Linked DNA regions of Mus musculus: regions 1, 3, 4 and 5 are each linked to region 2. The links are chromatin contacts, called in public HiChIP or PLAC-seq and promoter capture Hi-C maps. All regions are on one chromosome and are shown on one strand. Each heading gives the region's core, a stretch centred on a gene start, on an enhancer-like site or on the middle of the called end of the contact. The rest is flanking DNA. Distances are from core to core; before and after follow the strand shown. Region 1 overlaps Gm36924 (a long non-coding RNA gene). Region 2 holds the start of Fbxo16 (F-box protein 16). Region 3 holds the start of Scara3 (scavenger receptor class A, member 3). Region 4 has its middle 23 kb from the start of Pbk. Region 5 holds the start of Ccdc25 (coiled-coil domain containing 25).

Region 1 (2,700 bases), core at 16-2,515, 630 kb before region 2:
GAGCCCAGTCGTTCAGTGGAGGGCAGTCAAGTCAGCAAAGAGCTAGAAAGGGCAGTTTGTGTCAGAAATCCTGGAGTCACACCCGACTCTGTGCTCGTCTGTAACCTTGGGAAGCCATTTCCCCTTAGACTCTGCACCTGCAAAGCTAGGCTGTCGACTGCTGGCCTCATAGTGCCTTTGGCAGCATTGACGAAGGACAGTGTTCACTGAGGTGGATCCTAACTGCAAGTGTTAGTAAATGTGTGCTGAAGGAGACTGACCTGTATGTCAGGGGCCAGTCACTTCCCACAGTATCACTATGCCTTTAGAAATCTCTGATCAAAACCATCTGGAACCAGGTCAGGCTCAATTGATAGAATGCCTGCCTGGTATGTACAAAGTCCTCTGTTCCATCCCCTGTGCCAGTAACCAAACATATTGGTGCACCCTTGTAATCAATCCCAACACTTGGGAGGCTGAGCCAGGAGGACTTCTGTGAGTTGAGGCCAGCCTGGATTAGCCTGGACGACTTCCTTCCAGACCAGCCAGAGCTACATGGTAAGACTTCTGACCCAATAAAATAAAAGAATAGAAATACTCCCATATATTTACAATGGCTTAAGTATTTCTTTAGACACTTAAAAAAAAAAAGTTTGTTTCGTAATTACTGGCTGGTCACTTGATCCCCCACCTGCACCCTCTGTAAGGAGCAGATCTGAGATCCCACCAGGTTCTCCCGCTGAACATTTAAATCACCAAGGAAACATTAACAACTGACTCTGAGCCCCACCCCCAGACATTCCAATATAATTGGCCTGGGGTGTGGCTGAACTCTGGGATTTATTTAAAAGCTCCCTGCAGTGAGTCTAGCCAAATAGTCCTCTCAGTGGCACTGCCAGGGCTTCCCGTCCCTCATACCCAGGACCCACCCACAGCCACGTAGTCCTCCACAGTTGTTCCTCCAGCTGCTCTCTGTGTGCCTGGGATAGCCCATGACCCCAGTTCCTGCCCTGAAGGATTCAGAAAGGCAAACAAGCCTGTCTTCAAATCAGGTCACAAACACACCTTGACTCACTCACCTTCCTGACTTCCTGGGTTCCTAATCTGGTTTATGGTTTACTGATAACATCCTGGAAGGAGAACCAGTTTCAGACTCGCCTTGACCTCCTGGCACCTTGACTGCTGCTTTAGTTTCTATTCTGGTCTTCGCCTCCAACCAGCCAGCCATCTTTGATCAGTCCGTCCTTGGCTGTCAGTGCTTACTATCCAGGCTGTCCCCAGGATGGCCTCCAGCCTTGGAACATAGCAGCCTGAACCATGCACCTTGCCAGCCTAAGCCCCAGTCCCACCCCAGCCTCCACCGTCCCGTCCCATCGGTGCCTATTACGGTCATCATATCCAGTTTCTGTTCTAATAAGGAAGTTGATAGCATTCACAAGAGTGAAGGGAGGGAACTGGGATAAATCCAAGAAAATGGAAGGCGGGCTTACCATAGCCCACACGTGGTCATGTGTGTGTGTGTGTGTGTGTGTGTGTGTGTGTGTAAGATGTAAGAGGGAGGATAAATTTATGCAGTTAGCTCGTCACACCTTCACATGGGTTTCTGGGATCAAACTCAGTTTGGCCAGGCCTTTGCCAGTGGAGCATCTTGCTGCCATTCTCATTGTTTCTTTAAGATAAGTCTCTGAGAAGTGGAATTACCAGATTGAAACTAATAAACAAGTGTAAGACTCCTCTGGAGAGTAAATATAGGATTCTCTCTAAAAGAGTTACACAAGCATCTACCTCTACCAGAATGAGTGAGGGTCTCCTTTTCATGGTGGTTGTGTTACAAGTTCAGTGCCAAATGTTTCACAATGTAGGAGAACCCTCCCCTCCCCCAAGATACTGGGGAGCCCTAAGTTATATTGAAGAATGTGGAAGACCATGGGACAAATACAAACCCTACATAGTGACTAAAATATAGGGCTGAAAACAAGCGTGCCTTTAGTTTCCCATGGAGAGTGCCTAGATAGTCCGTTGTCCATGTCCACAGCTGCGGATGTTGGCTCTCTGGCTCCTCCCCAGTAATAGATTGCCCACTGCTACTGCCACTGGGTAAGATATGACCCAAGGACACAGCTCCAAAGGCCTTCCAACTGCAAGTGTTAGCTGTCAGTCTTTGACTTTGCCTGTGGACTCACTAGCTACCTTTGTTTGTACTCGGATAGCATTTGTTTAATTTTTAACATTGGGAGTATTCTGACCGTGGTTTTAAGGGTTCAGATTATATACCAACAAATGCATGATTCAGTTGTTACTAAAATAGAAGGCTATGTGCCTGACCTATCTTAATGACAGTTGGAAGGACACAGGGACTCAATTAGGAAGGCCAGTAACCAAAGCAGAGCATATTACATGGACCATAATTTTGGCTTAGGCTTGGTGGAGAAGGAGGTTAAGACCACATATGGAGGATGGCTCTTACAAACCCAAGACTAGACGAGACAGCCAAGTGTTTCTCAGTCAATCAGAAGGAATGTAGTTTCTCTAAAGAAGCCTTTAATCCCATTTGGGGGGTGGGTAAGGATGGCAGGAGCAAGCCGATCAAGAGTTCAAGACCAGCCTCCTGTACAGAGCAAGTTCAAGATCAGTTGAGGTATATGAGGCCATTTTTTTTTTTTCCTGTAAAGCTGTCTTGGTGGAGCACACCTGAAATCTCAGCACTTAAGAGGCTAAGAT
Region 2 (2,700 bases), core at 26-2,525:
CATTTGGTGGCAAGCCTTATTACATGAGTTCAAGCCCTGGACTTACGTGATGCAGAGACTCGGCTCCTGAAAGTTGTTTTCTGACCTCTACACATGGCAGACACAGGCTAACACTCAGACATAGATACACACATGTAAATAAACCTAAATTTAAAACTATACTATTTTTAAAAATGATGAAACACGTAGGATCTGTAGGACTGCTTAAGTTGGAGGTGTCCGTTGTTTTAGTACGCAAAGGTAGTTTGGGAAGTTGTATTCTTTTTAGGTACTGGGGTTAAGTTTTGGTTTGCTGCTGCTTATCAAAATTGTTTTGCACTGTTTACACAGGCATGGGATTTCCAACTTCTCGGAATTCTTCAGGACTTGTTATCACAGCTACTAGATCCGTTGGTTATTTGCACATTACACTGTTGAGTTTCTCTCATTAGATTTCTCTTATGTTTTAGACAGGGTTTTGGAGTTCTGGCTAGTCTCCAACTCCCTTTGTAGCCAAAACTTTCCTAGGAACCCTGACCCTCTTGCTTCCACCTCCGTAGTGCTAGGATTGCAGGATTGAGCTACCATTCCCGCCTTCAGATTTCTTCCTTCCTTCCTTCTTTCTTTCTTTCTTTCTTTCTTTCTTTCTTTCTTTCTTTCTTTCTTTCTTCCTTCCTTCCTTCCTTTCCTTCCTTCCTTCCTTCCTTCCTTCCTTCCTTCCTTCCTTCCTTCCTTCTCTCTTTCTCTCTTTCTTTTTTCTTTCTTCTTTTTTTTTAATCCTTGAATTCTGTGGTTCTCACTACAAGTTGGGTGCTCAATACATTTAGCTAATTAAATGTGACTGGATCTTAAAACCTAAATACAGTTATTCTTATAAGGGCGTGCCATCTGCTGGTTCCCTGGCGTATCTGTCACTTGGCTTGGGGCAGTTCCCCCACGACCTCCCCTCCCCTCTGCAGGTGCTTTTTTTCCCATCTGACCCGTAGCCAATTGTTATTTCCTCCGTCTGGGCAGTCTTAAAACCTGGCATAATGGAGTTTGCGTTTCGGAGCTCCCGAGTGACCAGAGCAACACAACTGAGCATGCTCGGTCTGTTTTGGAACACAAACGCAGCAAGTCTTGAAGGGAGGTTTTTCAAGGCTGCTGGTTTCAGGATTGGATACAGCTTCCTCCAAGAATTTTATCAAGATGTTACAGCTCCTCCCACTCACCCGACTGCCACACTTTCTCCTTTTATCTCTGTGCCCAATTTTGGAGCCAGCCTTCCTTGGATACCCTGGCCAATCAAGAGTCCACACATTGTTGCCTAAGAGACCCCGGATGCCAGCGACAGGATTTATAGATGGCGATTGGCCTGCTGGAAGCAGTAAGGTGGGGGCTGAAAGGAGTCAAAGAAAGCTGCCCTAGTGCAACGATAGCAACCCCAGAACCAGAGGCTTGAAGAAGGAAGCCAGCTGCTGAGGTGAGCAGTGGGTAGAGCAGGAAAAACACGGAGATTCTGAGAGAGCTCCCCAGCTTCCCAAAAGCTTGCTGGGGCTCCTGGGGATTAAAGTGCGCTGCGGTTTCAATGGCTGCTTCACACCTCTGCAATTAACAACCAACAATTACAGTGCAGGTCAAGCAGTAGCTTTGAGAACCATGCATTACAGTGCTTATTTCGGTTTTAACTATTTGAATATAGGGTGAATTCCTATTTAAACCTACCCGCCCTCTATTTCTGATACTGTGCGAGATCCCCTTTGTCTGGTGATTTTACAGTGTACTGTGGGAGAATTGTGTGTTAGCAGAGAAACTCAATCCTAGTCTTCGTTGTAACCTCCGAATAAAACTCTTGACAACCTTGAGTATTTCCTCTGTGCCAGGGTCAGCATATTCTGAGTTTCAGTGTGCAGTCCCACAAGGTTTAATTCTCAAACTCCCCCTCCCCATGCTCTTCCAGGACATTTTCCCCCTTCCATTGAATAACATTTATTGAGCATCTACTATGTACGGCTGTGATACTGTGACTGGAGTTTAAATGAGCAGTGACAGAATACACGAGCCCCAAAGCATCAGGGCCTCATGCCACTGTCCTTACAGTGGTCAGGCTGTCAGTGGATTTGGACAGAGTACAGGAAAAGGGGGCACTAGGTTGAAATAGTTACATTGAGTTGACCCAGACTTCGAGTTGAGGAATTGGAATTCCAGTCATTAGTGAGATGAGACGGTTTGGCAGCACAGACCCTGCAAGAGGCAGGTGGATCTTTGTTACTTTAAAGCCAACCTGGTCTACATAGCAAGTTCCAGGCCGACCAGGGGTATGAGGCAGACTCTATCTCAAAACAAAAACAAAATCGAGACAGAACAAAACGAAACTTAGGGCTTGGAGTATCGAATACTTGGTAGAATGCTTGTCCAGCATGCATGAAGCCAGAACCCAACTCTGCATAAATCAGGCGTGTGGCGAACACTGCAATCTAGAACTTGAGAGATGCAGGCAAAAGGATCCGAAGTTTAAGGTCATCCATGACTTCAGGAGCAGGTTTGAGGCCTGCCTGGGATAGATCCTTAGGAAAATTATTGTGTAATGGGGATGGTGTGGACAATGGCTCAGAAGATTTAGGTCAGACCGGAAGCATGTGACAACTGGGACCTCTGCTTGGGTGTTGGGCTTTAGCTTGGAGCCATATGTAGGGGGTGAGAACCCTGGGCCTTCTTTCTACAGTTTTATCCCAAGTTACA
Region 3 (2,700 bases), core at 32-2,531, 690 kb after region 2:
AATGAAAGAGGAGGGTGGGGAGAGTCCTTGTTTAAAACATTATGCATTTCAAGATTCCATCAGTGGCACCATCACAGGACCAAGTGTGGGTCCTGTGGGAGTACTGAATGAGCGGCACATGGGACCAGTCAGAGATTTGTCTGCCAGGCCCTTTCCTCTGGAATACCCAATCCTTGGACACCAGAGAGACAAACCACCACTGCACCAGTTGAAGCAGGCTTGACAAATGGGGCCTGATCTCCTGTCACAACTGTCACTTTTCATCAACCCCCACTCCCCCCGAAAGTAGAGCTTTGAAGCCCTGAACACCATCCCACGGGCCCTCTGAGGAAGTTAGAGGTGGTGGAAGTTCTCCTTCGGCTGCTAGGGGAGAGTTACCAAAAGGCACCAGAGCGAGTACCCCAAACCTCATGACCTGGAAGGGAGCTCTCCGGTACCCGGGAGGTACAGCTTGGAACCAAGAAGGGTTTTTACTTCCATTCCATGTCTGTCTGGCCCTCAGGGCTTGCTCAGTTGCTCTGTCCTCAAGTCAGAGGTCAGGGAGTGTCAGATAGTGGGGCTCCGACTGGTCTGATAGCGAGGGAAGGGGACAGAGTTGGTAAGAGAAGCAGCTTACACCTGGGGAGGGTCTGCGGGAGCCTCTGGGATGGGACCTCAGCTGTGATCCACAACCAAGCATCCTTCTGTGCTCACTGGGGAACTGGATCCGAATCTTCTCGGAACTTTAAATTTGTTTTAAGGGGTAGGAGAGCAATGGCGGTGAGGCCGGTTGCTGCAAGGGCCCTGTGTGATGGTTCACCCTTCCTCTCTTTCTCCGGACTTAGGGCTCTTCCTGTCCCCTTCCGACCCTACCCCATCCCTCCTCACTATCTCCTGAAGGATAGTTTTTTTAAAAAGTCAGGGGCCCTGACCTGTAATATCTATTATGGGGACTTTCAGCCCTCCTGCAGCCCAGGCATCAGGGTGCCCTGGCCCGGCCCTTGTCTTGGGAGGAAGGATGGATGTTCTCTATGCTCCCGGGGAGTCTGCTTACCTTTCATGGTCCCTTCTGCGCGGGCCTCTGCAGGGCCCCCGCGGCGCTCGAGTAGCCTTGGATGGAGCGGGAAGCCGGGGTCCTCCCCAGGCACCGACCGCGGCCCCTAAGTGCGGCCCGCGGGTCTGAGGCTTGGGTGGGGACACATGCGGCGCTGTGCCGCTGCTCGGGCGGCGAAGCAGGAGAAGGATCCCGGGGGTCGCAGGCTGGGGACACCACGCTGCCCGCCGGAGCCCGGCGAGCTGTGTTGCCCCGCGCCCCGCAGTCCTGGCCTCGCGCGCATCCCTCCCTCCGCCTCCCGCCCTCCCTCGTCGTCACCGCTTGGGCCCCGGCCCAGATCAACTTCCTTGATATTTTCAAAACTGCCGCTGCCAGGGCCCTTTGTGCCCCTGATGCGTGGGGCTGGGTGCGCGAGAGGGTTCCCCACCCCGGGGGAAAGCGTGGTTACAGTTGTGGTGGGCGGGGACCGGGACCCTGGATTTCAGTCCTGTATAGTTCCTTTGCCTGGCTATAAAGCAGAGAGACCGGGAGGAGCAAGAATTCTTGGGCATCAGCCTTCTGCCAACTGTTGGTTTTGCTCTGGTCTGTGCTCTCCACATCCGTACACCTCTGCACTGCAAGCCTCCTCTTAACCTGGTCGTCTCTAGTTGACAGGGCTTGCTTGCTATGGTTCTGCCACTGCTAAGTTCAGTAATGTTGAATTTCTTATCTGCAAGGGAGAACTGGGCCCTGAGCACTCCCAAATCCTGCTACATGTGGCTGGGCCACTGGTGTAAAGGACCCTAGAGGGAAAGCCGCCTCAGACTTGAAGTTGACTCTTGTCATAAAAACCCCCATAAAAGCTCCATTTTGTGTTAAGTGAGCATATGTTAACCACACATTCAGCGGTTGGTCGGTTGGTCACCTCCCAACTTCCAGATCCTGCCCCAAGTTCTGGGAGAAGGTGAGGAACACTTGTCGGTAAGGACCAGAAAGCCAGCAATTAAGCAACAGCACGGAGATGTGGCGGACATTATGATGGCAAAGGTCAGGACCTCCAGAGGGAGGACAACCCAGCCTGGTCTCCTGGCTGAAGATGGAGATTGGAGATGGTGGTAACATCAACAGCAACACTAAGGAAGCCAACTGGCAGAGGAGAGCTGGTTCCCACCCCCCTATTCCTCACACTCCCTATCCCCATCCCCCCCCCCCCCCACCTCCTGACCACCACCTGGGCATCCCTGACACGGGGAGAAATTGTGTTAGGTAAATGACCTCTTGGTCCAACATGTTTTGGGGTAGTTCCCTCAGCTTACTCCCATTCTTGGTGGGGCTGGATAGGGGTGTGAGCTTTTCTTTTCTTTTCTTTTCTTTTCTTTTCTTTTCTTTTCTTTTCTTTTCTTTTCTTTTCTTTTTCCTTTCCTTTCCTTTCCTTTCCTTTCCTTTCCTTTTCTTTTCTTTTCTTTTCTTTTCTAAAAAAGCTCTATTTCTAACATGTGTCCTGTTGCTGTTCTTTATTGCCTCAGGACTCACACCCACCCCTGTAACACTGATTGCTAACAGCCCTGCTGTCTACTCCTTCCCTGCATGTCTTCCTCAGTTAAGACTGGACTAATGCTGGGCGTGGTGGCTCACGCCTTTAATCCCAGAGTTGAGAGGCAGAGGCAGGCGGATCTCTGAGTTCGAGG
Region 4 (2,700 bases), core at 48-2,547, 520 kb after region 2:
ATGATATCTCTGTTCTCTTCCAGATCCAGTATTTTATTACCTCAAAGCCTCTTCACCTGCTGGCAAGTGAAGCTCAGCAGCTCAAAGTGCTTGCCACACAAGCCTAATGACCTGAATTTAATTCCCATAACCTACATGGCGATCAGAGAGAACTGACTCACAAAAGCTGTCCTCCAAGCAATACATTCATTCTGTGGCGCACACAAACACACACGTACACTCGCTCACACACATACGCGCACTCACACACATACAAACACACGCAAACATATACTCATACCCTCACATACACACACAATACTCACACTCACACAGAAACACACATACACTCTCACACTGACATGTATACATATACTCTCACACATACACACATGGATGCACTCACACTCAAAAACACATACACACACATACACACACTCACACATATACACACATGCACACATGCACATAAACACACACATACACAGTCATGCACTCACACTCAAACACACTCACACACATGTAAACATGTACATACTCACACTCAAACACATGAACATAAACACACATACACACACATCTGCACACACTCACACACTCATACATACACATGCACTCACACACATGCACTCACACACATGCACACATGTACACTCACACTCAAATCCACACACATACACACACTCACATGTATACGCACTCACATATACACAAAAGCAAAATTTAAAAAATATAAACATAAACAACAAAACAACAACAATAAAACAGCAACAACAAAAACCAAACACCCTGCTAACCAAAATCTATATAGTAGAAAAATCTGCTACTATAGGCAAGATGTTTTTTGTCCTGTATGTCACACTTACAGCCCTCTATCCTGTCCAGTATATGTGAGAGAGCCATTTATACAGCTAGCTGACTGTCACCTGGGGTCTAAGTCCCACTCAGCTTTATCTCCTCAGTAAACAGCCCGGGTTTTGGCACATGTCGAGACCCTAGTCACGCTGAGTGGCGTGAGTGGATGGACCCCATAGTCGTCGGCCACGCTTAAGAACATAGTTTCCTTGATTGCACTTCCTGCCGCCGTCCTGTTTCCTCCTCAAAGCCAAATCCTGTGGGTTAAAATGGTGTCCCGCATCCGACCAGCCACAGCCTGAACTAGTGTGACAGGAACCTTTAGCCTAAGCAAGACAAGCTTGGAGCAAATTTACATGATCCTGCAGGCGATGGCTCTAGACCTTGCAGGGGCTGGAGGCCGGAGACCATTCTCCTCATGACTTAGCCTAAAACCTTGTGAGTCACAGGCTGGAGGAAACTTTGGAGGGTGTGTTGTGGTTGGTGTTCCAGTCACCACATTTGAACACACACTGTCACTCCATACCACGCTCCTGGCTGTCTAACTGGGTTGCTGAGTTCACTTTTTGAGTCAACCTACATTTTGTCATAAGTAGGACAGGCTGAACTGCTACTATCATGACAGAGAGACAGTCGGTGGTCAAGCCGCTGAAGTGACAGCAGCAGTCCCCCCACCCCCCGCAGAAATCAGAGTTCCTTTATGAGATTCTGAGTCCCATTAATAAAGGAATCGAAGAACAAACCCAGAAGAAAGCTCAAGAGTGATTTAATCGGAGTTTAAAAGAAAAACACCAGGGCAGACAAACTGTCTCTCTCTCAACAGCCGCTTGGAGGAGGAGGAGGAAACATTCATGTTGTTTGCCTTAAGCCAATATGGAGGCCAGCCACCTGATGGACAAGCAGCTACACAGCAAGGTGGGGCATGGTAAAGAAAGAGTGAAGCCAGGAGTGCTGAGGAAAGCTGCTTAGGCTCTGGCTAGCTTCCAAAGATAGATGAGAAGGCAGAAAATGGGAAATTACAGTTTCTAAGGCAGACACAACAGAACCCAGTGGCAGCCCTGAAACAATGGCACAGAGGGGTGTTACAGATTGTCTTATTAAAGGAAAAATGACTCTTCCTTTCTCTTCAGCATGGTTTAAGGTAGATCCACTCTCCTGAGGGGTATCCAGGTGACTGACCAACTGAACATGGAGGCAACAATGGCATGTCTTCACCCACATGTAGACTCCATTCTTTACTGAGGGCCCCAGCAGTAGTACCCCTCCGGCGAGGGATGGACAGAATGGGGAGCAAAGGAGGCAAATGTAGGTGGTGGGGATAACAAAGACTGTAGACGGACAGAATGAGAAAGGTAGCCTAAGAGTACAGACGTCAGAGGCTTTAAAAATCCAAAGTCATCATAGATGACCAGCCCTGGGTTCTGCCAAGTCTTGGAGACCAAGAATCCTGACACCCAAGGTTAGGAGCTGTAGCTGGCTAGCATTAACTCCTATTGATTGACACTGCATTGCCAAGTGCCAGGCACTGATAACCAAATCCCAGATCAATGAGCCTCTTGTCAGAGTGACTGGGCCTACACCTCTAGTTCTCAAGGATAAAAGCATCCAAGCTTTTCAGTTCTATCCATAAGCCTGAGGCTCTCAAGGGCCCGGTACTATCAAAACTACTCATTGCTTATAGTGACATCATTCATGTAGGACAAAGGGCCCTGGCCTGATCATTGGTGACAAAGGCACCACTAAACTGTGCTGTCCTTCTTCTCCTGTGTGGTGTGCTCATGGAGCCTTTGTTAGTAACTGTTTCCCTTCCAATCACCTGGCTAATCCCTAGCATCATTTGTGGTCCCTCCTCCCTACCGTGAGCTT
Region 5 (2,700 bases), core at 68-2,567, 570 kb after region 2:
CAGTGTAGTATCCGGCCAACTAAAAAAGACTTTCTATTGGTTTAAACCCATGTTGGAGCAGTCTTCTCTGGTGGATAGCCTACAACATTGACCAGCACCAGGAAACCCAGAATGATAGTGGGTTTTGTAAAGTGAAAGAATTAGAACAATAGTGGAAACTGCTTAGTGGGAGACTCTGGCTAGTTTCTTCTTTTGAGAGAGTTAAAGCCAAAGAGGGGACATTTTTACCATCAGGTTCTACTTGCCTAGAATTTCCTGCTCTATGAAAGACTAGGCTCTCCAGGGACGGTAAAACTCCTTTTCTGTAGCCCTTTTGTGTGGTCTGACTTTTGGAGCTTGTTGGAGGGATACAGCCCGAAATGGACTCTCATATTTTTTCTTTATCAGAAATAAGAAAAACTTCCAAGTCAAACCTAGGAAGGCTGTGGAATTTTGTAAATTTATAGCAAGAGGTTCTGAACTTCAGAAGTTTGGTATTTGTTCAGTCTTGTAGGTAATAAGGAGCAGACATTAGATTTAAAGGAACAAAAAATAGCCCTACTCGGAATCCCAAAAAAGGAGAGTGTCTCTGGGTAGTAACAGTAACAATTCATTTGAGAACCTTCTGTCCTCGATGCAATTTAGTTCATTGTTTGACTGGGCAAGACAGTGCAGCATTTCTTCCATCTTGTATTCTTGCTGAGGCCATCTCAGGCTTAGATAGGGTTTGATGAACATTACCTAACTCTATTCTGACTAGTTTGGTCAAGTCAACAAACAAAAAACACAACAAAACCCTCACCTATGTCAAGTAATGGGAGAATGAGTTTATTTAAAAATTGGTTCTTGGGGCTGGTTAGATGGCTCAGTGGGTAAGAAAGAGCACTGACTGCTCTTCCGAAGGCCCGGAGTTCAAAACCCAGCAACCACATGGTGGCTCACTATCGTCCGTAATGAGATCTGATGTCCTCTTCTGGTGTGTCTAAAGACAGCTACAGTGTACTTACGTATAATAATAAATAAATCTTTTAAAAAAATTGGTTCTTACTGAGTGCCTCCTGAGGAAATGGTTACAGGGACCCTTAACCATGCATGAAAAAGGCAGTTTCTGCACGCATGGAGCCCATATTGGGTTGAGTGGGAAGACATAAAAAGCGATGACCAACTCTCGTGTCCACTTAGTAGAGCCTCTGAAAATAAAGTCTGCCCTTAGTATTTTTTCTTTATGACTTCAAACAAGATGTATTTCCCCAGCTAATTTCTTTCAACCAGACGCTTGAGCGGAATCCTCAAAATCCCCGGGACACCTGCTCTTCCGCCAACACCCTTCCCTTCGCCAGGACTAAAGATGGCGCTGACAGGACGGCGTTGTGACGCGACGGCACGTCCGCCGGAAGTGTCCTGAGGAGAGCCTGGAAGCCGGCTCACCCTCGCGCCGGCGGTATCTCAAGCTTCGCGTTTTGAGTAGGAGTCGCCACTCTTCTACCAGGATCATGGTGTTCTACTTCACCAGCAGCAGCGGTGAGTGACGCCGGGGCCCCTGCTTCCAAAGCCGGCATTCCCCAGCCGCCGCGCTGGGCTTGGACTTAGTCCTGAACCGCGTCCTTCCGCGGGCACCTCTCCCAGAGCCTTCTGGTTCCCTGCTTGGCCGTCCCCTCGGCTGCCTGGTCGTCCCCTGGCCCCGGTGGTCGCGGCGGGAATGCGCCCCCGCTTTCTTTATACCCGGTAATCATTCTCGTCCCCACTTGACAGACCCGCCAACGCTTCCTGGACGTGTGTGCGTTCCAGCCTAGTCCCCCACGTCCCCGTCGCAAGCCTTTGCCCTAGCGTTCTGCCCGCACCTTGGAGCGATGCTTGACCAGTGCGACAGGTGCCAGCAGATGTCTCCTGCAGGAAGAGTAGCTTGCCCTCCTACGCAGGGAGGGCCTGGGGTGCCGCGGAGAGCAATCGGAGGGCTGGAATGTTAGTACAGCCCCTCCCTGGGCAGAGGTGATGGTCCAGTGGACGTCTGCTAAGGCTACTGGGTTGGTTTTGGAAGGCCAGAAAGAGCTGTTTCGGTTTCCAGGAAATGCCGCGTCAACTTAGTTTCTCTGCCCATATTGTCCAGAATCAATTTCTAATTTTAAACTCTCACCCCATTAAAATAGCGCTTGCCTTTTTGAAGACACTGTGTGAGACCCAGTTTCCTCGTCAAGATAAAATATGCATTTCTTTCTGGACCCCCCTTAACATTCCTTTAGGACTGCTCTCATGTGGTATTAAAAGGTGTCTGCTTGAGCTACCGGGCAGGTCTCTTGAGGGGCAGTCTGTCTTGTCTCCTTAGCATAGTGCCCTACTTACACAGTTGGCTGCTGTGTTGATTTTTGCCCCTTCTTGAGACAGTGAGTGGCTCAGGTTGCTTCAAACATAGACTCTCCTGCCTGAAGGCTCCCTGACGTTGGCATTACTTTCTAGGTCCCCAGATCTGGAGTTATTGTTTGGTGGTTTTGTCTCTTAGTACTTTTTAGTTTGTTTATTTTTGAGACAGGATCTCATTATGTAGCCCTTGGCTGGCCTAGAACTCACAGTGTAGATCAGGCTGGCTTTGAATTCATGCTACCCTCTGCTCTGCCTCCCCAGTGCCGGGATTAAAGGCATGTACTACCTAGCCTTTCATGATACTTTTAACTGAAGCATTATTTTGTGAAGCGTCCTTCAGTGTGAGGTGTTTGTTTGTTTTTC

The links. Promoter capture Hi-C pulls out the DNA fragments that hold promoters and counts their contacts. HiChIP or PLAC-seq counts read pairs in DNA pulled down with a chosen protein or histone mark.
Region 1: an HNF4G HiChIP or PLAC-seq map of pancreatic cancer cells shows a contact between it and region 2. The contact joins the enhancer-like site here to the promoter of Fbxo16 in region 2. A contact is called at or near these places in 4 of 39 promoter capture datasets (embryonic stem cells, hippocampal neurons, pre-B cells and 1 more), 10 of 484 Hi-C or Micro-C datasets (B cells, cortical neurons, embryonic stem cells and 1 more), 4 of 115 datasets of contacts at active chromatin or transcription factors (embryonic stem cells and pancreatic cancer cells) and 1 of 9 other capture datasets (liver).
Region 3: a contact with region 2 is called in an HNF4G HiChIP or PLAC-seq map of pancreatic cancer cells. The contact joins the promoter of Scara3 here to the promoter of Fbxo16 in region 2. A contact is called at or near these places in 7 of 39 promoter capture datasets (the 3T3-L1 cell line, HPC-7-derived erythroid cells, the SN4741 cell line and 4 more) and 1 of 115 datasets of contacts at active chromatin or transcription factors (pancreatic cancer cells).
Region 4: an HNF4G HiChIP or PLAC-seq map of pancreatic cancer cells shows a contact between it and region 2. The contact joins the enhancer-like site here to the promoter of Fbxo16 in region 2. A contact is called at or near these places in 6 of 39 promoter capture datasets (the C10 cell line, the HPC-7 cell line, embryonic stem cells and 3 more) and 1 of 115 datasets of contacts at active chromatin or transcription factors (pancreatic cancer cells).
Region 5: a contact with region 2 is called in a promoter capture Hi-C map of neural stem cells. The contact joins the promoter of Ccdc25 here to the promoter of Fbxo16 in region 2. A contact is called at or near these places in 2 of 39 promoter capture datasets (cranial neural crest and neural stem cells), 1 of 115 datasets of contacts at active chromatin or transcription factors (astrocytes) and 1 of 9 other capture datasets (adipose tissue).

The regions. Positions count from the first base shown.
Region 1 is chr14:64,632,201-64,634,900 of GRCm38.p6, forward strand. All of the region lies in intron 2 of Gm36924 (a long non-coding RNA gene), which reads left to right. Among named protein-coding and RNA genes, the nearest start is that of Gm36924, 9.0 kb to the left of the region's middle. Within about 2 kb of position 1,266, at least 65 of the 459 cell types and tissues checked have an H3K27ac peak or open chromatin away from gene starts, as enhancers often do. A contact at or near this core is called in embryonic stem cells, liver, pancreatic cancer cells and 1 more, where this site is marked.
Region 2 is chr14:65,265,343-65,268,042 of GRCm38.p6, forward strand. Fbxo16 (F-box protein 16) reads left to right here and starts at 1,276. Exons shown (of 8, transcript NM_015795.2): 1 at 1,276-1,441.
Region 3 is chr14:65,952,463-65,955,162 of GRCm38.p6, forward strand. It overlaps Scara3 (scavenger receptor class A, member 3), which reads right to left and starts at 1,282. Exons shown (of 6, transcript NM_172604.3): 1 at 1,034-1,282. The coding sequence starts at 1,040.
Region 4 is chr14:65,781,859-65,784,558 of GRCm38.p6, forward strand. No RefSeq gene overlaps it. Among named protein-coding and RNA genes, the nearest start is that of Pbk, 23 kb to the right of the region's middle. Within about 2 kb of position 1,298, at least 26 of the 459 cell types and tissues checked have an H3K27ac peak or open chromatin away from gene starts, as enhancers often do. A contact at or near this core is called in pancreatic cancer cells and trophoblast stem cells, where this site is marked.
Region 5 is chr14:65,835,985-65,838,684 of GRCm38.p6, forward strand. It overlaps Ccdc25 (coiled-coil domain containing 25), which reads left to right and starts at 1,318. Exons shown (of 9, transcript NM_145944.5): 1 at 1,318-1,500. The coding sequence starts at 1,473.